2 separate regions of the Zea mays genome follow, and region 2 is linked to region 1. Evidence: chromatin contacts called from public Hi-C data. All regions are on one chromosome and are shown on one strand. Each heading gives the region's core, a stretch centred on a gene start, on an enhancer-like site or on the middle of the called end of the contact. The rest is flanking DNA. Distances are from core to core; before and after follow the strand shown. Region 1 overlaps LOC541985 (MADS14). Region 2 holds the start of LOC100278914 (GDP-mannose transporter GONST3).

Evidence for each region. A called contact is a pair of places that touch in the nucleus more often than the background predicts.
Region 2: a contact with region 1 is called in a Hi-C map of tassel, with 2.3 times the contacts expected there. The contact joins the promoter of LOC100278914 here to the enhancer-like site in region 1. A contact is called at or near these places in 2 of 25 Hi-C or Micro-C datasets (leaf mesophyll and tassel).

The regions. Positions count from the first base shown.
Region 1 is chr9:152,995,593-153,001,913 of Zm-B73-REFERENCE-NAM-5.0, reverse strand. LOC541985 (MADS14) reads right to left here. Exons shown (of 8, transcript NM_001320931.1): 2 at 4,073-4,148; 3 at 3,630-3,691; 4 at 3,401-3,500; 5 at 3,271-3,312; 6 at 3,105-3,146; 7 at 2,888-3,021; 8 at 2,447-2,762. The coding sequence ends at 2,681. Among protein-coding and RNA genes, the nearest start is that of LOC541985, 7.5 kb to the right of the region's middle. Within about 2 kb of position 2,268, at least 17 of the 20 cell types and tissues checked have an H3K27ac peak or open chromatin away from gene starts, as enhancers often do. A contact at or near this core is called in leaf mesophyll and tassel, where this site is marked.
Region 2 is chr9:153,159,496-153,165,816 of Zm-B73-REFERENCE-NAM-5.0, reverse strand. LOC100278914 (GDP-mannose transporter GONST3) reads right to left here and starts at 2,281. Exons shown (of 3, transcript NM_001152036.2): 1 at 1,571-2,281; 2 at 1,134-1,312.

The sequences.
Region 1 (6,321 bases), core at 1,019-3,518:
GGCAAAGAGAAAACGTGGTACATGTATGCTTATTACTAAAGCAAAACATGACTAGTGAGTGGAATTTTGTAGCAAGAGACAACACTGGAGAATTACTAGGAGGGGATGTTCTCACCACGAGCGTGTCACAAGTTCCATACATGTTGAAGCCCTTGCTGCTCTAAAGAGCCTTCAAAGGATGGCATAATTGCGAATGCACTAGTAGAAAATTGGTATATGCTTGGTCTAATTATTACAAGCAGTTTCGGTTATCAAACGCAAATGAAATTAAATGGGTTGTCCCAGCTCAAGAACCACCAATAGAAACACATTTTCACTATCGGCTTTCTCAAGTGTACATCGTGCATTTCTATAGGCGGTTTTCTTAAAAATCTTCAAGCCAATCAACTGCAGGATATAGCAGTAGAAACCACAGAGGCTGATGAAGGCTTTGGCTGTTGGGTCGCAGCAGCAGTAGCTACCGCTGTTGCGGAACCCTGCCAGCAGAACATGTCGCTTATTTATACTGGCAGTTCCTTAAAAAACCGTTAGTGCAAATCACAGTTTTCTTAAGGAACCGCTTGTAGAAATTATTTGAAATAGATTTTTTTGAGTTTCTAAAATGACCTTGTTTGAAAAATCACCAAAATAAAAGTTGTAGACCTCTAAAAGTTATGAAACTTTGTAGTTGATAACATTTTCATTTGAAATTATTTGGGCTATCAAAATTCGATCTGCATTTGACACATTTTAAAATGCAAATTCTACAATATGGAAAAAGTACCAAAAATAAAAGGGGCAATTGTTGTTATACCCTTCTCGAACATTACAATTGTGATTTTACTACTTTTGAACTTTGATGTTACCCCTCACCTCTATTTTGAAAACGAAGCCATAGTTTGCCCTCCCCTTAACATCGTTAGTGAAAATCAGAATTAGTGGTTAAAAAATAGGGGTAAAATCACAATATAAATGTATAATCACAATTAACCCTAAAAAATTAAACATTGTTTTCAAAGTAAATTGTGATTATACCCTTTTCAAACTTTGAAATTGTGATTTTACCCCCTTGTTTCTTATTTTTTAATCACCAATTATGATTTTCACTAACGGTGTTAAGAGAGAGGGGCAAATGGCAGCTTCATTTTCAAAATAGAGGGGTAAAATCACAAAGTTAAAAACGAGGGCTAATAAAATTGGAATTGCGATGCCAGAGAAGTGTATAGTCACAATTGTCCCAAAATAAACTTATAGAGCTTAAAAATTCATTCTACTTTATAGTTGACGAGTTTTTCGTTTGAATTCGTTTACAACCTCAACCAATCAGTTTATACTCGGTTTGTTATAATATATGGACAATAAAGCTGTAATCCAAACACAAGCTAAGAGATAGGTGGAGTGCTAGAGTATACTACACGTGAGAATAAGGTTAGGGTTTGAGTGCCCGCAGTTACGTCGCTCGTGAATTTTGTGCGCAAAAATGCCAAGACTTGCAGTGAAAATCGATTAAAATATGCCTCTCTATTTTTTGCTATTTTTAAAACCATGTTTATGTTTACAGGAAAAGGTTAGTACTGACGATTTTTTTATCTCAACTGCAATTGAAAATTGATTTCTACTAGCGATTCTCAATTAATCGCATGTATAAAAGTTGATTTTATTGGACTCTATTATTGTCGTCGGTTTTAAAAAAAACACCAATAAAAATAGGTTACCAACCGTCACTAAACAACTTCTTTATACTAGTGATGGCCATGGTACGGTTGTTGTTTAGACTGATGTGGTAAATCTTGAGAAGGCGATGAAATCTAACAAAATGGATAGGGGCGCTGAAGACATCATCTTTTCGCCAAATCAGATGGGTCACTAGTGAATCCTTTGTCTAATATGTGGTCCGAACAATATGTCTGTGATCATGTGACGAACATTGTAGGTTCTTGTTCAGAGATGTTTATGAACCAAGTCTCCGAATTTGTAACCTATCTAGTCTATGGGGATCATTCTGGATTTCTGGAGCCTCTGTTAAACTATGTTCGTAGAGGTCTAGGATTGTTGTTTAGTGGAAACTATGTTTTCCTTCCTTTCTTTTTTTAATGACTCGTCTCGTATAGACGCGCCGCACGCACAGGACAGAACTTGCGCACGCAGGCTGTGTTCCAGCTGAAGTCCATTGTGGGCCGGTGAATTGGTATTGGGCTGGCGGGCTCGCTCACTCCTTCTTGGGCCATGGACATGCCGAGTGGTCGCCTCCATGACATGAGACGACCCCAGCACCCAAAACGATTCGCGAGAGCGAGGGGCGACGACTGGCGTCGGCAGTTAGTAGTGTGCCCGTCTGCCGTGTGAGGATGATGACGCGGCCCACGAGCTATGCGCACGGTGATGCAGGCTGCTGGGTAGAGGCCCAGAGATCTAAGCCTGCCTGGAGCAGAGAGCATATAGAAATGAAGCCCAGAAATGAAGACGGTTTTGCGCAGCTCCAAGAAACTAACAGAATACCATACATGTACATATACAAAGTTGCAAGCTTCTGACAACACAGCACAGCACACAACAATACAATACACTGGAGTTCTTAAGGTAACCATTACAATCAGGCAGCTAATCGTTGGTGCAGTTTCAACACATATATAGTTCCGCATACCGCAGGAAACTATATGCATGCATCGACATTATTTGGGGGGCATCGGACCGGAGCATCTCATATCCATCCAGACCGACCGTGCTCGTCAGGGTCCGCCATGTCCTCGTTCAGCTGGTCCATGTAGGCCTGCTGATGGTACCTTTGTTCGCCCAGGACGAACACACGCACTCATTAATCAATGCGATTGAGGTTGCATAAGTACGTACAGATAACACAGTCGTTGTGTGTGGCTATTGGCTTCATGGATATCACCTGAAAACTTACCGTGTCTGCAGGGAAGGATCATTGCCATGGTGCTGAAGGAGTCCCTGGAACGGACCAAGAACACTACTCCCACTGTGCCCGCCTTCCTCCCAGGAGACGTCGTGGATCACATTCTGCGGACTTGTTTCTTGCAGCTGGCAGCACTTGCATGAAATCAGTAACGGAACAGTACGTTTACGTCAAAGTGGGCATACATACATCTAGCGTTTTTAGTTACCTTTTTCCTTAGGTCTTTGTTGAGATCCTGCAACTCTTGTTCCTGCAAAACTAGCTCGGCATTACATGACTACAAAGTTTCTTTGTTTAATTTGGTGCAGATGTATGGAACAGAAGTAAAGGCAGGCAAAAGGTATATATATATAAGCGGAGCTCCTCATTGTTACCTTGCTTTTGAGATCAAAGAGCTGGTCGAGTAGCATCTGATTCTGCGAGCATATCAGCCGTCGTCAAATGCAAGCGAAAGCACTGCGCTCTGTGGAAATATAAGTACATAAACGCGGCCAGGTGTTCTACCTTTCTTGACCTGATATGCTTCAGGGATACCTCTATCTGGTTCTCCAGCTGCTCGAGCTCCTTCATGCTGAGTGGGCCCAGATCTTCGCCAAGGATGTTTCTACAGAATGGATTAAATTAGTAGCACACGTCATCATATGTCCATTAACAGTTTTGGTGCACCTGAAATATAATGAAACAAGCAATCCGTAGTGCAGTACCACCGCTCGCTTTGGAGAAATATTTCTACCTTTGTGTAGTCTGGAGAAAATCAACTCTGGTCCTCAACTTCAAGTAGTCCTGGTAGTTAATCTAGTTTTAGCAAGGAAGAGCGCAATGCAACAGAGTAAGTCAACGTCATGAAAAAAAAGGAACACCCAAAACTTAGTTCTAGAGAAGAAAGAAATCCCGTCCCACTGACCTACTCTAGATACCATATCAGTAGAAACAGATGGCAGGGCTTATCAAATGACCAAGCAGGATGTAGATAGCGTTCACAAGTCATGTATTTTTTGCCAAGTGAATCTTAATATTACTAATTCAAACCCTCCACAAAGCTAGGCAAGAGATTGTTAGCTTATTATATTATTTTATGTTTATAAAAGGAATATAGATGATTTAAACTCTCACAAAAATATATATGCAAATGCATTATTATGTCGAGAAAGGATGTCAAGAACTCAGTACACTTACTTCACTCTCCAGTGGAGCTTTTACTTCCTGTGTGCTGTAGTTGGAGCTGCGGTATCTCTCGAGTGTTTTGTACATGCTGTTGGCACAAGGCAATCAAAGTGATCAGTGGCAGCATTTTAAGAAAACAACGAAATAAGCTAGCAGCACAAACAAAGATTCTTTGATTTCGTCTTGATGCTCCGATCTTTTTCTTTGCTCCTTTTTACAGGAGATTCGACACAATAAACATATAATTACGAGAGCTCAATCGTCATCCTTAATTAATCTTTAATCTTCTCGCATTGTCTATGCTAGCTAGTTGCTAGCTTTAGGAAAATAGAATGCGCCTTTTTAGCAGGACAAAAAAAATAAGACTATATACCTCCCAGACTGAGAGTCCCAGTCCCTGGGTCTCATCATGGTCCAAATTTGGGTGTGAAGGCAGAAGAGAACGTGTGAGCTGTGCATGTGTCTTAGGGCTGGTACGTGGGCTATGAAGAACAGGCGCCTAGGCAAGGCATGGGGGAGAGAGAGAGAGAGAATGGTAGTGGAAGCGCTAGCTCCTTGCAGTGTGCTCTGTTGCAGAGAGCTCATCAGTCATCAGCATAGTATATGGCAACCAAGTTGAGGGTTCAGACTTCAGAGTACGTGCAGGGTGCAGCACAGTAACCGATGTTATGGCATAGGCCATACGTGGCACTGCCAGTTTGTTGTTGTTCTGTGAACAGGAATATTTTTTTATAATTATTTTGCAAGTAATTTATATGTGTTACACCTAATCTTATCCCAAAGGGAGGCGGTTTTAGGGCATGTTTGGTTCGTTACCCCAATTGCCACACTTTGCCTAACTTTTCTGTCTAAGGTTAGTTATTCAATTCGAACGACTAACCTTAGGCAAAGTGGGGCATAGTTAGCCACAAATCAAACAAGCCTTTAGTCTCCGACTCCCAGCGAATTGACCTAGCTAGTATATCATAACATAACACCAATTAAATATTGAATGCAAAAACACAAAAAAGCTGTTTTGTATGTGATGCAATAATGGAGTAATGGTATATAGTTCATAAAAAATATCTAAGAAAATAAGTAGACTCTCCACTAAAGAAGGTATATATAGCTGTGTTTTGGACTGGAACCAGCAGAGAGGACTCCACTAATTGGCAACGATCTTTTCTCTGTAAGATGATATCATATAAGATTATATCAGTGCTTAATGGTAGTTCTTTTTCTGAGAATAACTAATGGTTTGATATTATTTGTTTCTAATAACCTCATACTGTTCAATCCTCTTACTTGGCCATATTTACTGTACAAAATTAAAGTGCCACAGTCAATGCCTCCATAACATGCATGGTCCTGTACCGGAGTATTTTTCATATTGTAGCTAGATTCTACATTAAATAATATGCACACTTCATTTGACCCGTGAATTTGGTACCATATAGTCTATAAATGATACCACCCTTGGTTAAACACGTCAACTCAAACAGAAAAGAGCAGAAATGTCAACTTCCAACTTTGTCAAGCAGATTGATGCATAGGTCAATTGTCTAGCTCTTAAGCATTATATCTAAATAATATATATGACAAACTATCCATATCTATATATATGCCCTCAGTTAAAAGTCCAATATTGCCTTTTGAACTAGGCAGAATAAAATATAGGCAGATTTTCCATGCAAGTATAAAGAGAAACATTTCACAATATATATGGTTAGTCTATGATAATATTTTTTGCAAATTTCTTGGCTTTAAATGCAAGACTATATGTTTTATATCTATGATTCTAACTAGCTCCCAAAAGGAAAAGTTTTTCATGTCAAGTTATAGCTTTAGATTTTTAACTAGTACACTTACTTAAATTAAAATCATAAAGCTAAAATAAAAAGGGAGATTCAGCATCATGCATGAAGCCATGAATGGATCAAGGGTAAATTTTTATACTAATTTAAATGTGTTGTAGTGACACTTCCATATGTCAAGATTTCATGTCTACTAATATCCATGACTCTTTGAGCTTACTCTATAAGTGCATTTAGTTTACCATTTGGTTTGTTGGTGTTTCAATTATACACCAAACCTATGGATTGGTAAGGGTTCAAAACTTGTATATATAACACTGGGTGGAAGTAAAAAAAAAAGGAATGCAACACGATCTGTGGCACGAATAATTAATATAACAAAGTGAATTTTCTTCTTCAAGCAATGATGTATTGGTAGTTTCCATCTAGCTACTTTAAGTCTTATATTTGTTAGAGTATATTTTTAAA
Region 2 (6,321 bases), core at 1,032-3,531, 160 kb before region 1:
ATATGGTCATGCAAAACACTATTTAGCACTGTAGACTACACTGTTTACAAAATGGAGTTTGAAATAGGAGATGTGATAAGTAAGGCTGCTGGAGATAGCCTAACGATTGAGATTATCGTCACTCCTCACAAATATGTTCGTGCCTGCTAGAATTAGTTGTACTACTCATTAATTTGTGCTATAAAGAGTTAATCACCATCACATATTAAAGATCAAAGCATATTTTCATGTATTCCTAAGGCAACATGTATATCCCAAATAAGAAATCAATTCTAAGTAATGATTAAGAGGCTGTAGCCTGTAAGTGCTCACTTACAAAATAAAAGAAACAGCCTTTATCAATGGTGCTAACAAATAATCCAATATGGAGTAACTTTACAAATCTGAGAAACTTAAAAGAAAGAAATTAAATCCCTGTTTCATATGTTTGGCCATCCTGTTTATCTTCTGTAGCAAGCATGAACCCAATCAAAAATTTCCAATACAAAAACAGCAAGCATGGTAAACGCTAAAGAAGGTCAAACCAAAACAAAACAAGATGAAACAAACAACAAAAGTCAGACAACGAATACTTTTAAAATAGGTCGCTCCACAAAATCAAAGGCACAAGATGGGGCAGCAGGACTTCATGTAAGAATCAGAAGAAGATGAAACTATGCCACCTATGAAGTGTCCAAGCAAAGATCAACAAATACCTTGTAACGTCCAATCCGAGAATTCGCCATGGCTTGAAACCAAAACTGAACACCAAAAGATCTAGGTATGGACTATGAAGCGCATATTTTTTTTCTAAGCCAGAGAGGATGCCCGAGGTGGCAAGAGAAAGAGGGAAGACCAGTATGCAGCAACCACCTAGCAGCTAGCCCTGTTAACTTATCTCGTGAGGGCATAATGCGCTTGTCCATGACAGCCAGGGAAGTCAAACAAGCTTGGGGCACTTCGCAGGCATGTTAGGTTGTTAGGACGACAGGACATGCTAGAAATATCAACGGGACGTATCGTACCAACTACCAACTAGCGCTTGTTTTTTTTTTTTTTGAAAACTTAACTAGCGCTTGTCCAAGTCAAGTAGAGGAGGTCACAATAATGGGGTGCACTAGTTTCTGATAAGCAAACAAGTACAGCAAGCATACCTCAGGAATCTTTCCTCGCAACTATGGAAATTGGACAGGTTCCTCTCAACTACCACAACGTGACGGCTCCAGCACCTCAAGACGAATGAACAAGTCTCACGAAGTGCTCCCTGAACTCGGTGCTAGATCCTCGCAGGCCGGCGCAACCAACCAATCAGTCACATGAAGCGATGCTGATCCTGCTTAAAAAAAAGAAATAAAAATAATGGAATTTAGTAAGTCGCCTCGCCGGAGAAGGCGTCGTATGCTAGCGCAAGAGGTCATCATTGCACGAACTTAACGCCGCCACGGACAGAAGAAAAGAAAATGTCAATTGTTAGGTGTGAGGGCGTCCCGTCACGACCAATGACAGCCACTCCTCCGCATAGTTCGTGCAATTTGGGGGCGCAGAAACGGGTTCGAAAACCCCAGAGAACGCAGATGATAGGAACTCTCACCTTGTCCTGTAGACGCTTCCTCCAGCCCCGGTGAACTCGGTGGTGGTGTGGGGAACGGAAAAGGATGGGGCGCGGGGATTTATCGCCGGGTCTCCGCCTTGTTTTCTGCGCGGTGGCTGTCGGTCGGAGGTGTGAGCCCGGATCCGGACGCTTGCGATTCCGATTGCGAGTCAACCCGCGGCCGCGGACGGGGGTTAACTGGGCCGGCGCGCGCGGAGTGGGAACCTAGCACTAGCAGTGGGGTCCTGCAATTTGGGAATCTCGGAATTGGGATTTCAGGCAATGGAAGGCAAACGAGGAGGGCAGGAGGCCACAGCAGAATTTTTGCAGGCGGGGAGTCGGGGACGATGATGAATTTACAAATGCGACTTCGCTGCTTCTGACCCGCGAGCCGCGCGGAGGAGATCTCGAGGCGCCCTCCTCCGCCTCGGCGGGCTCGCCCGCCTTGCGGGTCGCGGTCGCGTCGCGGGTGGACCTTCTGACTTGTCCGGTTCTCCCAGCCCCCTGCGTGCGCTGCGAGCTCGGCTGCGTGCCTTCGTGAACGGCCAGATGGGGATCTGATCAGACAAGCGAACGAGGACGGGAACGGGGGTGCCGCGCCCGCGATATCCGTCGTCCACGGCGAGGCGGCGACACTGCTAGGTGCGAGCCGCGAGCGGGCATGACGCCAGAGATATCATCATTCATCAATCATCACAGTAAACTTATTACGGTGGACTGATCTGCATTGGACTGCTGCAGCGTAGGTGGAGTGGAGATTGGATTGGGTCCGACTGGCCTGCCGTTTGAGATTCAGTACGTTAAACTTGCTGTTGAAATGTTATACTTGGTCGTTAAGATTTGATTTGATAAAAACTGTCAAAAATCAATACAGAATCGGTCGAGTCGTCGCGATGATAGGAATCCATCCTTTTCTAGCTCCTGAATCCTTTGGGCTACTTCGTCTTCTTCCGTATATAATACCACGATATTAAGATTTTTCTCACAGCTAATTCTTTCCGTACCTAAATTCTCATAAAAACTTGTCAAAAAAGCTAGCCAGATTCTCAGAAAATCTGGTCAGAAGAACAACACGATTGGATTGGGTCCGATAGCTACTGGCCTGCCGTTTGCGATTCAGCACGTTAAACTTGCTGATGAAATGCTACTTGGCTCGTTAAGATTTGATTTGCTCTTGTCAGCGAGTCAAAATCGCTCGCCCAGCTGGACCAGCTAATCGGTAATAGCGCCAGCAGGACGAGATTACCGTTTGAAACCAAACACCTCTGACTCCAAAAAAAACTTGTATATATTTTTATTACTTCTCAATACATTTTATGCATGTTGGGTACACTTTAGAGCCATTTTTCTTATCGATTTTGGGTAGGAAGAAATCTGGACCAAATAATTACTGTCACTGTCCTAGGAAGGTCATAGTCCTACATGCTACAACTCACTTTCAAAAAAATCCTAATAATAATAATTTGACATGGGGCCGTGGCCGTCTACTGCCGGATTCACGCTCTCAAGACTAATGACATAGGGAAAGTGGGCATCCAAATTATTAGGATAAATTTAATATATATATATATATATATATAAACTTAATGTTAATCTTTTCATATATTATCTAACACATTATTACAAATACAAATAAAAGTTTACATATATCGTTTTGTACATTATTTACTCCCTATAACAAAAAGATGAATATATTTGTATTTGTATCCTAAATTTATATCTATCATTTGAGAAGATATATGATAAATTTAAAGTTTACTTTTTATGAACCTTTACATGCTCAATGCTAAACACAATAATATGAATTGGCATAGCATATCCTATATCCTATTTATTCACAATAAAAAGACAAAAACTTAATATCTGAATAAGTATCCATTTTCATCCCTAGGCTAGGGATAGATCTTTACTCGAACTAATGTAGAGGTTTATCATCCTACTATCCTAGGGATTTGATCTCATGCCCCACAACAAGAGTTCTTCCCATCACCAGTATCAGATAGAACGGTGTAGAACTGGGGTCCATAGGACCCATGGACACTCTAACCATAAGGAACTTTCAAACTTAGTTTTCCCTACAGACCTGGACCCCTAAGAGTCTTCAGATATCTGAAGTGGGTATCTGAGGCCCACTGCTCGAGAAATTTGTCGTGACCAAGTCCCGAGACCCTCTAGGCCCTAGGGCCTCCCGATAACATAAAGGAGTTCTCGATTCAACTAAGTATAGAAGCACCAACATATCAAAGAGTATAGTTAGCCCCTACTCTAAGGGCAGAACAACCCTCAAAGGAAGGGCACCACGTTCAAGGTCTAGTCCTCATTGAAAGTCGCCTAGAGGGGGGGTGAATAGGGCGAAACTGAAATTTACAAATATAAACACAACTACAAGCCGGGGTTAGCGTTAGTAATAAAGAAACGAGTCCGTGAGAGAGGGCGCAAAACAAATCCCAAGCGAATAAGCAAGTGAGACACGGAGATTTGTTTTACCAAGGTTCGGTTCTTGCAAACCTACTCCCCGTTGAGGAGGCCACAAAGGCCGGGTCTCTTTCAACCCTTCCCTCTCTCAAACGATCCACGGATCGAGTGAGCTTCTCTTCTCAAATCGAAGTCGGGAACAAAACTTCCCACAAGGGCCACCACACAATTGGTGCCTCTTGCCTTGATTACAATGGAGTTATGATCTCAAGAACAAGTGAGAAAGAAAAGAAGCAATCCAAGCGCAAGAGCTCAAAAGTACACGGAAAATCTCTCTCGCTAATCACTAGAGGCTTGTGTGGAGTTGGAGAGGATTTGATTTCTTTTGGTGTGTCTAGAATTGAATGCTAGAGCTCTTGTAGTAGTTGGGAAGTGGAAAACTTGGATGCAATGAATGGTGGGGTGGTTGGGGTATTTATAGCCCCAACCACCAAACTTGACCGTTGGCTGGGCTGTCTGTTCGATGGCGCACCGGACAGTCCGGTGCCCCTGCCACGTCATCACTGCCGTTGGATTCTAGCCGTTGGAGCTCCTGACTTGTGGGCCCGCCTGGGTGTCCGGTGCACACCGGACATCTACTGTTCCTTGTCCGGTGTGCCGGAATGGGCGCGCCTGACATCTGCGCGCGCAGAGCGCGCATTGAATGCGCGGCAGAGAGCAGTTGGCGCGGAGGTAGCCGTTGCTCCTGAGTCGCACCGGACAGTCCGGTGCACACCAGACAGTCCGGTGAATTATAGCGGACTAGCCGTTGGAGTTTCCCGAAGCTGGCGAGTTCCTGAGACCGACCTCCCTTGGCGCACCGGACACTGTCCGGTGTACACCGGACAGTCCGGTGAATTATAGCGGAGTCGCCTCTGGAAATTCCCGAAGGTGGCGAGTTCGAGTTGGAGTCCTCTGGTGCACCGGACACTGTCCGGTGTACACCGGGCAGTCTGGTGCTCCCAGACCAGAGGGCCTTCGGTTCCTACTTCTGCTCCTTTGTTGAATCCAAAACTTGGTCTTTTTATTGGCTGAGTGTGAACCTTTTACACCTGAATAATCTATACACTTGGGAAAACTAGTTAGTCCAATTGTTTATGTTGGGCAATTCAACCACCAAAATTAATTAGGGACTAGGTATAAGCCTAATTCCCTTTCAATCTCCCCCTTTTTGGTGATTGATGCCAACACAAACCAAAGCAAATATAGAAGTGTATAATTGAACTAGTTTGCATAATGTAAGTGCAAAGGTTGCTTGAAATTGAGCCGATGTAAATACTTACAAGATATGCATGGATTGTTTCTCTCTTATATAACATTTTGGACCATGTTTGCACCACATGTTTTGTTTTTGCAAACTCTTTTGTAAATCCTTTTCAAAGTTCTTTTGCAAATAGTCAAAGGTAAATGAATATGATTTGCAAAGCATTCTCAAAATTTGAAAATTTTCTCCCCCCGTTTCAAATGCTTTTCCTTTGACTTAAACAAAACTCCCCCTAAATGAGATCCTCCTCTTAGTGTTCAAGAGGGTTTTGATATATACTTTTGAAATACTATTTTTCTCCCCCTTTTGAACACAATAGGATACTAATTGAAAATATTCAATACTTAAGTTTTTGAAATTGGTGGTGGTGCGGTCCTTTTGCTTTGGGCTCATTTCTCCCCCTTTTTGGCATGAATCGCCAAAAACGGAATCATTAGAGCCCTCGAAGTGCTATCTTCCCCTTTGGTCATAAATAAATGAGTTAAGATTATACCAAAGACGAAGTCCTTTTCTTTGATGCTCATTTCTCCCCAAAGAATAGAGAGTTGCTTGGAGTGATGGCGAAGTATGAGTTACGGAGTGGAAGCCTTTGTCTTTGCCGAAGACTCCAATTTCCTTTCAATATACCTATGACTTGGTTTGAGATAGACTTGAAAACACATTAGTCATAGCATATGAAAGAGACATGATCAAAGGTATAAAATGAGCTATATGTGCAAGCTAGCAAAAGAAATTGCGCGAATCAAGAATATTGAGCTCATGCCTAAGTTTGTTAAAAGATTGTTCATCAAGAGGCTTGGTAAAGATATCGGCTAATTGATCTTTAGTATTAATGTAAGAAATCTCGATGTCTCCCTTTTGTTGGTGATCCCTCAAAAAGTGATACCGAATGGCTATGTGCTTAGTGCGGCTATGCTCGACGGGATTGTCGGCCATTTTGATTGCACTCTCATTATCACATAGCAAGGGGACTTTGGTTAATTTGTAACCGTAGTCCCGCAGGGTTTGCCTCATCCATAGCAATTGCGCGCAA